2 separate regions of the Mus musculus genome follow, and region 1 is linked to region 2. Evidence: chromatin contacts called from public Hi-C data. All regions are on one chromosome and are shown on one strand. Each heading gives the region's core, a stretch centred on a gene start, on an enhancer-like site or on the middle of the called end of the contact. The rest is flanking DNA. Distances are from core to core; before and after follow the strand shown. Region 1 overlaps Zmiz1os1 (a long non-coding RNA gene). Region 2 overlaps Gm31838 (a long non-coding RNA gene).

The links. Hi-C and Micro-C count contacts between places; a contact is called where the count stands out from the background.
Region 1: a Hi-C map of uterus shows a contact between it and region 2, with 3 times the contacts expected there. The contact joins two enhancer-like sites. A contact is called at or near these places in 2 of 484 Hi-C or Micro-C datasets (3T3-L1-derived adipocytes and uterus) and 3 of 115 datasets of contacts at active chromatin or transcription factors (cardiomyocytes, embryonic basal ganglia and large pre-B cells).

The regions. Positions count from the first base shown.
Region 1 is chr14:25,343,245-25,349,453 of GRCm38.p6, forward strand. All of the region lies in intron 1 of Zmiz1os1 (a long non-coding RNA gene), which reads right to left. Among named protein-coding and RNA genes, the nearest start is that of Gm41113, 33 kb to the right of the region's middle. Within about 2 kb of position 2,932, at least 65 of the 459 cell types and tissues checked have an H3K27ac peak or open chromatin away from gene starts, as enhancers often do. A contact at or near this core is called in uterus, where this site is marked.
Region 2 is chr14:24,783,005-24,789,409 of GRCm38.p6, forward strand. It overlaps Gm31838 (a long non-coding RNA gene), which reads left to right. Exons shown (of 7, transcript XR_874416.2): 2 at 3,346-3,530; 3 at 5,395-6,111. Among named protein-coding and RNA genes, the nearest start is that of Gm31838, 5.1 kb to the left of the region's middle. Within about 2 kb of position 1,722, at least 10 of the 459 cell types and tissues checked have an H3K27ac peak or open chromatin away from gene starts, as enhancers often do. A contact at or near this core is called in uterus, where this site is marked.

The sequences.
Region 1 (6,209 bases), core at 1,682-4,181, 560 kb after region 2:
CCCAGTCCTCCCTCTGTAGGGAGTGAGGATGGGGGACAGGAAAGAGTCCTCAAATCAAGGAGGAGTTTTAAGAAAAAATCTTCCCGAGACTGAAGAGCCCTTCTGCAGGGGAGGAGAGGCGAGCTCCTGCCAAGCCTTGGCCCCTCCTTTGTATACTGTCACCCAAGGCCAGGAGGAAGTCAGCAAACAGAGCCCTTCAGGTCAGCCTGCTCCTGGCGGGGAGAAGGGGGGGGTTCTTGGGGAGGGGGATGCTTATCCTCTGGACTTGCTCTTGTTGAGAGGGTTCTGATCTAACTAACCTCTTACAGATCCAACCTTCAGTGCTTCAGACCTGTACCTTCCCGAGGCAGGAGGCAGACGTGATGTGTCGCAAATGTGGAGGGAAACGGTGGGTAGGGATGATGGCACAGTGTGGGATGAGGGATAAAGGAAGACTGGGGAGGAACAGCTTCTGCCGTGGACCACAAAAGGTGCTTGGAGAAAAGTGGGGAGGGCTCCTCAGCACAGAGAAGCCTCTGAAGAGAGCCCATGGAATCCTGAGCCCTGGGTATGTGTCTTCACAGCCAAGACATGGTCACAGTGAACCCGGGAGTTTAGCAAATGTTTATAAAACCTTTCCATATGCAGTTAATGATCCTGATTAGGACCTGAGAAAGCGGTCATTTGTGTCCCGTCCCAGCTTTAAGGGGCGTTTTATTATTACACACCATTCCACAAGTTAATGAGAGAAGCTGTAGTCCATTTGTTGGCAAGGACTAATGCTCGCCCGGGGAGACCAGCAGTGGGGCCTTTGTCCTGTGCCTCGGAGTCTAATTTCCTTGCTCCACCTGTCTGCCCTGCTGCCCCCACCCTCCCACCACCAGATGCCACTATGAAAGATGTCACCTTGAGGGTATCATGACCCCAGATCACTGTGCCTGGGGCCTTAGTCAGACCAGACTGGGCTGTCTGCTCTCCAGAGGCTGGTGAGATCCTGGGTCTAGGAAGCTTTGAGAGCTGGATGCCTGGGCTCCTGTTGTGAATCTGGATTCTTCGGCAGGGCCCAGTTGGTCTGCAGAAGCATCTTTGGAAGCCTGCATGCCAGTCTTGTCTCTGCCCCAGTCACGTGACCTTGGACATGTGGCATCAGTTTTGGTCAGCATCCCCATTTATGCAATAGGTATAATCACTTCTCCCTCCAGGTGAGTTCTATGCACACAACAAGCACCGCCTGTGAGCAAGTGTGTGTTGTCAGGACACACACAAAACACTTCCCCTTCGAGGACTGAGGCGCGTGGAGTTTAGACAAGGAAACCTCAGATACTTGTGGGAACCCGGCAATGAGGCTGGACAGGGCACAGTCACGCAAGCGTGAGCTTATCCAAAACACTGCTCATCTATGTGCCTGGATGGCTTGTTTCATTTTATGTGAACCTAACCTAGATTAGCTGCATATGTATCAAAAGATGGCCTAGTCGGCCATCACTGCAAAGAGAGGCCCATTGGACTTGCAAACTTTATATGCCCCAGTACAGGGGAACGCCAGGGCCAAAAAAATGGGAATGGGTGGGTAGGGAAGTGGGGGGGAGGGTATGGGGGACTTTTGGGATAGCATTGGAAATGTAATTGAGGAAAATATGTAATAAAAATATTTAAAAAATATCAGGGAGAAGATTTCATGGATAAAGCATTTCCTGTGTAAGTTTGAGGACCTGCATTTGGCACCCCAGCACCCACATAAAAACCTGGCATGCATAGTGACCTACCTATGATCCCCAGGGCTCTAGATACAGGACAGACTAGCAGGAGCAGACTGAACAGCTCGACTGTCAGGATGAAAAGGCCCAGGTTCAGTGAGCATGCACACCCCATACCTGCACACAGGTGCACCCACACGTGCATGCCGACAAATCATGTACATACAAAAAAAACTTAACTAAATCCTTTTTTTAAAAAAAAAATCAAGTTCTTTTCTACTGTGGATGTGACTGCTTCCCTCCCTCTGAGCCTGCGTCAACGCCATCCCCCCTGCCTGCCCACTGGCCCCATTTCAGGGTCCATCTTAAAAAGCACGTCTCCTCCACAGCAATGCTAACATACCTCCAGAGGAAGCCTAAGTTTGCTGTTCCCTCTCACCAGGAAGAGACAATATACAGACTGTTCAGTGTTTGTTTGCCTGCACTGTCACTAAATAATAAACTGACTAATGGCAGGGCTGAGCTACAGCAGGGCACACCGTAGGTACTTGCTATTTACTCACTGAAGATTTCATTCTAACCCAGTCTTAGTTCGTGGGTCATAGCTACTGCAAACCTGCCCCCAGGCACACAGTCAGTCTACAGTCAGCAGAAGAGCCGGGACCAAGCCTGCCCAGCCCATGAAGAGGCCCCTACCATCCCCTGTCCTATAAGCAGCTCCCCCAAGGAAGAAGTCTAACATAACCAAGGGTCTCTCCTTCCCAACCACCAGCTAATCTGTCCTCAGCCAGTGTGTCTCTGTCCATACTTCTGCTTCCCCAGACCACTGCTGTTTGTATTGTCAAAGGCTTGTCACAAACAGCTGACAAGGGAACCTTGGCCCCAGAACCACTTAACAGAGCTTTGGCTTCTTGGATCTTTGGACTGTAAACACTTCAGCTAGAAGCTGCTCACACACAAGGCCTCAGTTTCCCTCTCCCTGAATAAGAAAATGAGCAACTATTTACTGACTGAACATAGATGTAAAAGGAAGTAGCTAAGTATTCAACTTGCTTATCTGAATCCAGTTTTGGTGTCCTGTACCTCACTCCCCTTTGTAAAGTGAGGGGCCTCCACTCTTACTTTCCAGGCCTGTGGTTGCTTGCAGTACTTAGTCCTAAGCACTGTGAGTACTTAGGAAGGTGAGCTCAGCTCTTCTCACAATCAGTGGCTTGGAGCCATGCCCACCCTTGACACAGGGGAGGACAGAAACACATGATGGATGACGTCAGCCCCTGGCTGGCACTGGCCTCCAGGATGTCATGACACCACAGACCACACACAGGGAAGGCCTTGGGCTCTGGCTGTGATATCTTCAGGCTGCAATGACCTTGGCTACATCATGAAAGCAGAAAAGGAAGAAACAGACCCAGATCAATCTGGCATTGACCCTACTTTTACCCTTCCAGCAACGCAATGGTAATTTACCTGTTTAGTTGTTCCACTTGGCTGTCTCATAGCCAGTCCAAAATCAGTGGGGTCAGGGTCAAATCACCCTTCCCACCCAACCCCACATCTGTCCTGTCCTAATGACTACCTCTCTCCATCAGATCAGAGTCTCACTTTACATGCCTGCCTCTCTCTCTCTCTCTCTCTCTCTCTCTCTCTCTCTCTCTCTCTCTCTCTCCCTCTCCCTCTCTCCCCCCTCCCCCTCCCTCTCCCTCCCCCTCCCCTCTCCCTCTCTCTGTCTCTATCTCTCTGTCTCTCTCTGTCTCTCTCTCTCTCCCTCTCTCTCCTCTCCCCGCCCCGTCCCTCCCTCCCTCCCTCCCTCCTTCTCTGACTGCCTCCATATCTTCTTCTAACAGACCCATCTTCCCACCTTAGAGACATATCTCAGGCCCCTCTCTCCACAGGGCCAAGCTGTAGCCACCTGGAATTGAACTGTACAGAGTCACCTGGCTCCCCTCCAACTTCAACTCACAATCTCCTACTTTCAATTAATTTGGAAAGTAATTGGATCCCATCAATTGTCTGTTTAAAACCCTCTGAAGTCTCCTCATCTGGTTGGAATAAAACTTGAGCCCCTTTCCTGCCTTGCAAAGCCATATGCAATCCTACTGCTGGCCCCGGGCCATCACTCTCCCTCCACTCTGAGCAAAAACAACAGCCTTGAACAAGCCAAGGTCCTTAACTTCTACACACCCTTCCCTGACCTTAGACTCAGATCTCAAGGTTCAGTGTCCCCTCCTGCAATGGTTCAAGTGTGGTTTATATGATAAAACTTTGGTCCTTGAGTGTGCTGGTATGAAGGATGGTAGGCCTTTGAGAGGTGGCATCGAGCAGGAGGGAGGGAGGTCACTGGGGCACTGCCTTGTGGTGGTATTAAGGTAACTCTCCTGGGACCTCACTTCATTCCTGTAAGAGCCAGTTCTCTTTAAAGAACCAGTCCCACTAAAAATAGCTGGCTTCCCGATTTGTCTCATCACTCACACACCCGCCATGATGCCATCTGTGCTGTGATATGGTAAGGGCTCCCTCCAGAGACATCACCAGATTCAGAATTCCAGCCTCTGAAACGAAGCTAAATAAATCTCTCTGTTACTCAGCCTCTGGTGTTTTGTTACAGGAACGGAATGCCTTCTAGGCTATCTCCTTGGAGACACTCTCTGACCACCTTACCTATGAGTCCGTAACCTATCCAGCTCCTTACACAGCCTTCTAAGAGACTGTTTGTCATCTGATGTTCTTTCTCACATCCCTTAATACTAAGAACAAGAAGTGTCTCCTGGTGACTCTGCTTTGTCCAGACACAAGTACAGAGTCCAGCACATAATAGGTGTCCAGGAAATATCTGCTGGCTTTATGGAAGGAGGAGGAAGAGGAAGAGGATGAGGAGGAGGAGGAGGAGGAGGAGGAGGAGGAGGTGTCATGGGTGAATGAGACAGAGTTTCAAGGGCCTGCATTGAGTGTGAAGTTTCACCTACCAAAGGAGACGGGATGCCTTGGGTAGATACTTCCTGAGCAAGGCAGTAGGGACAAATGGCTTTCCACCTCCAGCCTCCATTGTCCTGTTCTTCTACCAAGAATGGTCTGCTCTCCTTTCCCCTCCCCCAACCCTTTTCCTCCTATGTATGCACACAGATCCTCATTCATACCACCAGGTTGACCCTTCATCTGTCTGTTAATGTGATGTTCTTTAAGAGCTAGGACCAAGTCTCTATCACTCCCAGATACCCACCTTAGAGCCCTGAGGTTTGGCCATTGCAGGCATCACAAAACATTACCCAGGATCCATGCAGCCAACCCTCAAAGACCCTGCCTGACATGGCAGAACGTTATACACAGATGAACATTCTGCCATTAAAGAACTGCTGACCCAAAGGAAGAGACAGAAGATCCTATGTAAAAGCACACAATTGTACTTTTATACAAATAGATGTCATAGTTAGGGTTGTTATCGCTATGATGAAACACCACAGCCAAAGCAACTTGGGGGGAGGAAAGGGCTTATTTAGCTCATACTTCCATATCATTGTTCATCATTGAAGGAAGCAAAGACAGGAACTCAGACTGGGCAGGAACCTGAAGGCAAGAGCTAATGCAGAGGCCATGAAGGGGTGCTGCTTGCTGGCTTGCTCTACATGGCTTACTCGGCCTACTTTCGTATAGAACTCAGAACTATTATCCTAAAAATGGCACCACCTATAATGATTTGGGCACTCCCTCATCTATCACTAAGAAAACTCCCTACAGGGAGGGGATAGAGAAATGGTTTAGTGATTAAGAGCATTGACTGTTCTTCCAGAGATCCTGAGTTCAATTCCCAGCACCCACATGATGGCTCACAACCATCTGTAATGGGATTTGATGCCTTTTAGTGTCTGTGAAAACAGAGCACTCATATACATAAAATAAATAAATGAATATTTTTTTAAAATTCCCTACAGGTCTACCTACAGCCGGATCTTACTGAGTCATTTTCTTAATTTAGATTCCCTCCTCTCTGATGATTCTAGCTTGTATCAAGTTGACACAAAACCAGCCAGTGAAATAGACATAAAAAATACAATGGAATTATAAGAATGAATGAAAACAAACCAAGTTGTGAAATGACAGATGCAGCAGGAAAAGCAATTATATGAAAGTTTAAAACCTGAAGAAATCTCTTTGTTGCTTGTGAACACAGATACACATGATTTAAAAACATGAAGACATGTATGGAAATGAGACACACCATCTCCCAGGAAGAAGACAAGGGGTTGTAACTATAGAGCCAACACATGGGACCATAAAACTGTTTTTAAAAAGGAAAATTTCAAGTGCAGATGATATAATATTAATAAAAGATATAGATCAGTGGGTGGTCCATAGCTGTTTGTTGCAATATGTCAATAGACTCTACAAGTTTGAAATTGTCAAAGATCATTTGAAATTAAATACAACAGAATTCCAGCAAAGGTATCAGATCTGTTGTGTCTGATAAGTAAATGGACAAGAGTGATATGAGGCAAGTAGAAGGACAGATGTGTACATGGGTGGAAGGATGAACGAGTG
Region 2 (6,405 bases), core at 472-2,971:
ACCTAGCTGAAAGCTTGGTGAGTGGAGAGCTGGATTCATGTTTCCTGGAACAAGAAGAATGAATGGATGGATGGATAAACAGAAGGCATGTTGTGTAGATGGAGAATATTTTGAAAGAACTTGATGCTCCACTTGAGCCCTTAGGGTAGCCAGGGAGAGGAGACATTGATGGTTGGGGACATCCAGAAAAAACCTCAAAGATGTAGGAATGCTTCAGGGTTAAAGAGCTTGAAACAGAAGCTCTTAGAGTTCGGATGTGAAGTGTCCCACAGCTTGTGGATACTTGGAAAGTGTTCGGAACATAGAATGCTTTAATCTAACCAATGGATTGACTCCTTGATGGATTCACAGTTTTATGACATCATAGGGAAAGGATGAAAAGTAGGAGTCACCTTGTTGGAGAAAGTCAGTCATTGGAGATGAGTTTTAAGCATTACCTCTTGACCTGTCATTTTCCTGTCACCCTTTTCTCCACTTTCTGTCCACCATGATGTCACCTGTTCAGTTTTACCACACCCTTCCCAGCATGATGAAATGGTACCCATGAACCTGTAAGCCAGAATTAATAAGTCTTTCTGTTAAGTTTTAGGCTCTGTCAGGTTTCTTGTTACTTTTACACAGAGCTAGCTTATTCAGAAGGCTTGAGGTTCAAGAGGGTGAGTGGGGTCAGGTCACCAATGGCCAGAAAAGGAGATTTCTCTGGTCTGTTTTACCCGGATGCCTCTGAGGACAGTTTAACCCACACTTGTGGGTCACTCATGGGGAGAAGAGCAGAGAGGAGACATGAGACCTAGCACTTACTCACGAGATGGTGCTGTCATCCATAGGGAGGGTAGGCAGAGCAGCTAGGACAGAGGTGGGGACACAGCGAGGTGGGGACACAGCACAAAGAGGAGCTGAGGACAAAGGATGAACAGGAGTCCTTTGACTAGAAGAGAGGGCAGAAGAGAGCTCTTTCCTCGCTGCGGGCACCTGACACACTGTGGAGAGAGCCCAGTGCGTGGTAGGAGTAACTGGTTTGGGAACAAGAATGAGAGTTGAATTTCAAAGCTTGGAGTGCCCATGGGGGCAGGCACAGCATCTGCTCGAGGAGCTCCAGAGACAGCTTGGGGTAGGGATGACGGTCGGGAGGCATCAGCTGGCAGATGCTCAGGAAGGCTTGGGAGAGAACCAGATTGTCCTGGGAAATCTTGAAGAAGAAAGGAAGAAAGTGGAGGAGGGACCCTAGAGGAAACATACTCATTTAAAGAGCAAGACTTAATGGCAACCTGTTAGAAGATAAAATAGGAACAGAAAACATTTATAGCCACAATGAAAAAGATGAAAAACCTAGGAATAAACATAAGAAGACGCGTGCAAGATCTAAGTAGAGAAAGTATTAAAATGCTTCCAAGCAACAAGAAACATTTGAATAATGTTCTTGGACATGAAAACGAACATCGTGAAATTGTCTGCTCTCCCTTGGATGATTCAGAATTTAATAAGAGTCTCGATAGAAACCAAGCCTTTGTTGTCAGTGTTTAGACAAACTGATTCGAATGTTCCTATGGAAAAATAAATAAGTCTCGGGACAATTCTCCACGGACTCCCATTCTGCTGTACTGGCTGAGCAGAGCCTACCCTTACTCTAAACTCTGTCTGCAGTGAGCATGCTTGGCTGTAGAGAGTGTTGCTCTCAGGCATGGAGAGAAACTTGCATACTGCCCACGGATTAAAGATAATGCCTCTCTCTTGGATAGAGAGCAGCAGACTAGTGGACATCAGATTCGATTCCCTGCTAGCACAACCACTGCCTGAGCAGTGCTCTTTATCTCTGCTGTGGCAACCAGGGCTCATGTGACCATCACAAATGTTGCTCTTCTTGCCATGGCTGGTGATATGAAAGGTATGGCCCACATGTCTGTGTGTACACACATGCAGAGAGCAGAGGACAGCCTTGTGTGTCAGCCCTCCCTCTATCTTGTCTGAGACAGGGCCCTCTTGCTGTTTTGCTGCCTGGTGGAGCAGGCTTGCTGGGCTGGTTTCTGGGGAGACTCCTATCTCCACTTCCCATCTCCCTGCAGTCTGAGATTACAGATGCATGCTACTGTATCCATCATTTATGAGGGTCTCAATAATTTGAACTCATGTCTTGTACTGTAGGCACTTTTATCCACTGAGCAATCTCCTCAGCCCCAATTAAAGCGCTGTCTCTTGCATCTTCTGCCAGAACCCAGGAAATAGGGCTGACTTGTCTTTCAAAAGAGCAAAACTTGTTACAGTTCTCAACAGGGAGAGAAGGCAGGACATAGCCAAAAGGGGAGCAGCCACGAGGGGACTCCCCTACCTGTTGATATCAAGCCACACACCAACAATGAGATGCTGGGCAGCCTAGCAGTACAAATAAACACAGAACTTACACATGGGAGCTTAGCCTAAAGTAATATACCATTTCAAACTGAGTGTGAAAACATGTTATTCAAGGAATGAAGTCAGGGAAACTGGAGAAGAAAAAAGTTGGACCCAAATCTCAAACTTCCTACTAGAACAAACTCCATGCGAAACAAATACCAGAATGTAACAAAAAGAAACCATAAGTGTAACAGAAACACAGAGGGACCAAGGGAGGACTGCACTCAGAATGAGACCAACCTAGAAACCACAAGAGAAGAGACCCGTGACTGACTACTAATCTCAGGAACGCTAGAACTGAGCTGGGCATGGCTGCACAAATCTATAATCTCGTCATTAGACAGGTAGAGGCAGGAAGACTGGGAAATCTAAGGTTTAAATGGCTTGGCTGCAAAGTGAGTTTGAGGCCAGCCTGAACTACCTAAGACTGTCTCAGACAAACAAAAACAACGAAAACAAATCAACAAACTAAAACCTTGTGCATGGCAAACACAATAAAGCAGAAAGTGGCAGGCATGTGTGGTTCTTTGTAACACATACCAATGACCAAAGATACATTTCTCTGCCAAGTAATTTCTACAAACCAGAACAAAACATGTCAACAACTCAAGAGAGAAACAGAAAAGCAAAGACTGGTGGAAGTTCTAGAGGAGATGTCCCCTCCCCCACAATGAGAAAATGAGAAAAATACAGTCTAAGTCCCAAGACTTCTAGGCCTTCCTAATGCTGTGACCCCTTGTGCTGTGGTTCCTCCTGCTGTGCTGACCCTCAACCCTAAGAATATGTCCTTGCTACTTCACAACTCTACTTTTGCTACTGTTATGAATTGTAATATAAACACCTAATATACAGGATATCTGCGACCCCTGTGAAAGTGTTGTTCAACCCCCAAAAGGGTCAAAACTCACAGGTTGAGAAGTCATGTACTAAGACATTATTTTTATCTCTTTCCAGTGGTCAGGACCAAAACTCTTGGTAACACCCAGTGTGGGGAGACAGCTGGTTGTGTCTCGCTGATGGCCTTGGAAACCCTTCAGCTCCAAAGGGGAGACCTAGCAATTGCTACTGACTTTACACATGCTGTTGTCTTGATGATACAACCTCTAAGCACTCTTCCCCCAACACGAGAAAGGATACATGTGAGATCCATTATTATACTGGTTTTAAAAGAGAAAGACAGAAAGCAATAGAAATGGGCATATGAAGAGAGATGCTAAAATAAATCATGTACATGCATACAGAATTACATCATACAAGCAGAAGGAAGCAGGGGGACACTCCTGATGTACTGATATGGAAAGATTTCCAGAGTGTAGAGTAAAGAAATCCGGATAGTCTTTACTGTGCAGTTGAATGCTCTCATCTTGTGGGGAAGCCAAGGGGTGTCTATAAGGGGGAGATCTGTAGATATACACATATACACATTATACATGTGTATACATAAGGTGTCAGAAAAGAACACATGAGATACTGGTTGTGTTGCTTGCCTCTGGCTAGGAGAATCTCATCACTGGAAGACAGACACAAGAAAGGGGCGGTCAATGAGAGGGCTCATTGGATAAAAGTTCTTGTCTCCAAGTCAGACAACATGAGTTCTGTCCTGGGGACTCACATGGTAGAAGGGGAGAGCTGACTTCTTCAGTATCTTCTCTAATCTCAGCATGTGTACTTGTGCTCAGGTAAATGCATGCATACATACATCATATATATATACATACATACATATATACATACATACATATATACATACATACATATGTACATACAACCGGAACAGGAAACTTCCCTATACACACACCTTTTGGAAGTTGGATGGGAACCTTTTTGTTATCCCTGCTCCCCCTCCTTACCCCCACCCCCAAATCAGCACAGTGGAGAGAAAATGGTTGGGGCTGCGATGGGAAAGAGAATATGCAGTTAGCCTAGAAAGCAGAGGCTTGTTTGTGGAACCTGAGAGGGAGGTCTTTCAGGAAGGAGGCAAGGCTACAGCACGGGACTCTACAAAAACCACTAAAGACTCAAATAATGATGTGCAGGTAGCTGTGTGAATGTGTCTGTCAGACCAACAGAACCCCTGGGAAGGGTAGGTGTGGTTCTTCTCAGTGTGAGAGTGGGGTGTACAAGGCTGGAGACCATCAACATTTTCAAAGAAGAAGAAAAGGAAGAAAGTGGAGGCTCCCACAGATGGCAAGATGGTGCATCCCCCATCTCTTCTCTTCCTCCCCCTCCCTCTTCCTCCTGTACCCTCTTCTCTTCTCCCCCATCTCCTCTGTCTTTTTTCTGTTCTCTGCTCTGTACTCTTCTCTCTTCTTTTACTCTCTTCTCTTTCTCCTCTTCCACTCTTATCCATCCTTAACTTCCCACTCCTGCTCACACTCCTTATTTTCTGGATCAGAAGCCATTTGTGCATGCTCAGCAAAGAAGAATCCATGCGAGCTCCTAGAAGCAGCACAAACTTTCTCAGGGAGAAACCACCTTAGAGTGTGAGGCTAAATTCATAAATCCCCAGCACCCAGACCAAAGTCCAGCAGAATGGACTTGCTGAATGGATATGATTGCAGCCCAGGTGTGGCTGGAGGCTCCCTGGGCTCTGTGGGCTCCGTGGGCTCCGTGAGCTCTGTGGGCTCTGTGGGCTCCCTGGCTAACCATCATAGCCAATCAGCAAGCCTCAGGGTTTGTCTATGAGTGGCCTGCTTCCTGAACTAAAGTGGAATGCTGTCAAGGAAGACACCGACACTCTGGTTTCTACATACATGTACATGCATCTGTGAAAACACATACACACACATACACACACATGAAAGAGAGAGAGAGAGAGAGAGGAAGGAAGGGAGAGAGGGAGGGAGGGAGGGAGGGCTTTAGTCAAAGCCAGTCAGTACTTTGTCACTTGGGGAACTAACTGTGCAGGAGAGGGTACCTGTCTCTGGGAGACATAATAAGAGGAGAGGGGGGGGGGCTAAATGAGAGTAAATCTGTCTTAATAACCCGTGTCTTATGCTCCAGTTTTCAGGTGATACAGGAACTGAGGGCTTCTGCTTCCATGAAGGTTCATGAGGACCCATGGAAAGTGATATTGGAACTATCTGGGGAGAGGTAGAAAAAAAGAAGGGGGAAAAAGAAAAAAACCCTCAGTGGTAAGTAATCCACACATTCTCAGTGAGAGCCACCACCGAGTCCCTGCTGCGGAGCTGCAAGAAGTCAGAAAATGGGGACTGGAGATGTAGCTCAGCTGGTAGAGTGCTTGCCCAGTATCTACCTCAGGACTTTATTGCTGTGATGAAACACCATGACCAAAGCAACTGCGGAAGGAAAGTGTTTATTTGGCTTATACAGGTACATCACCATTCACCATCAAGGGAAATCAGGATAGGAACTCAAATAGGGCAGGAACCTGGAGGCAGGAGCTGATACAGAGACCATGGAAGAGTGCAGTTTACTGGCTTGCTCTTTCTTGTAGAACCCTAGAATACAATGGCTGGATCCTCCCCCATCAATCACTAATTAAGAAAATGCCCTATATGCTTGCCTACAGCTGGAACTTATAAAGACATTTTTTTTAATTGTGGCCCCCTCCTCTCAGATGATTTTTAGCTTCGGTCAAGTTGACAGAAAACTATCCAGCACACCTAGAATCCACTAAGTTCGGGATTGGACACCATGTTTTGATGGAGCTTGTTTTAGTATGGAAGAGGGAGACTATAGAGCCCGTGTGTCTAATAGGTAAGTGTGTGAACACTCTGGCTTTGAATACTGGTTTCATCATGTGCTTCTTGAAGGATCTGGGCACACTGTTCAGCCTCCACTCTTCTCATTTTCCTATTTCTAACCAGGGGCTAATGGCAATATCTTTGGATGTATGGTAAGAATCAAATGAGCTAATGACTTACTGGTTCACAGTAAGTGCTAAAGGTATTTGCAGGTATCTCGGTGTAATTGATTGCATGTACTCTGCCACAAAATTCACAGCCCCTAGGTGACTTCTAGCTGGGGACCAAGTACACTAAGGGCTGAGGA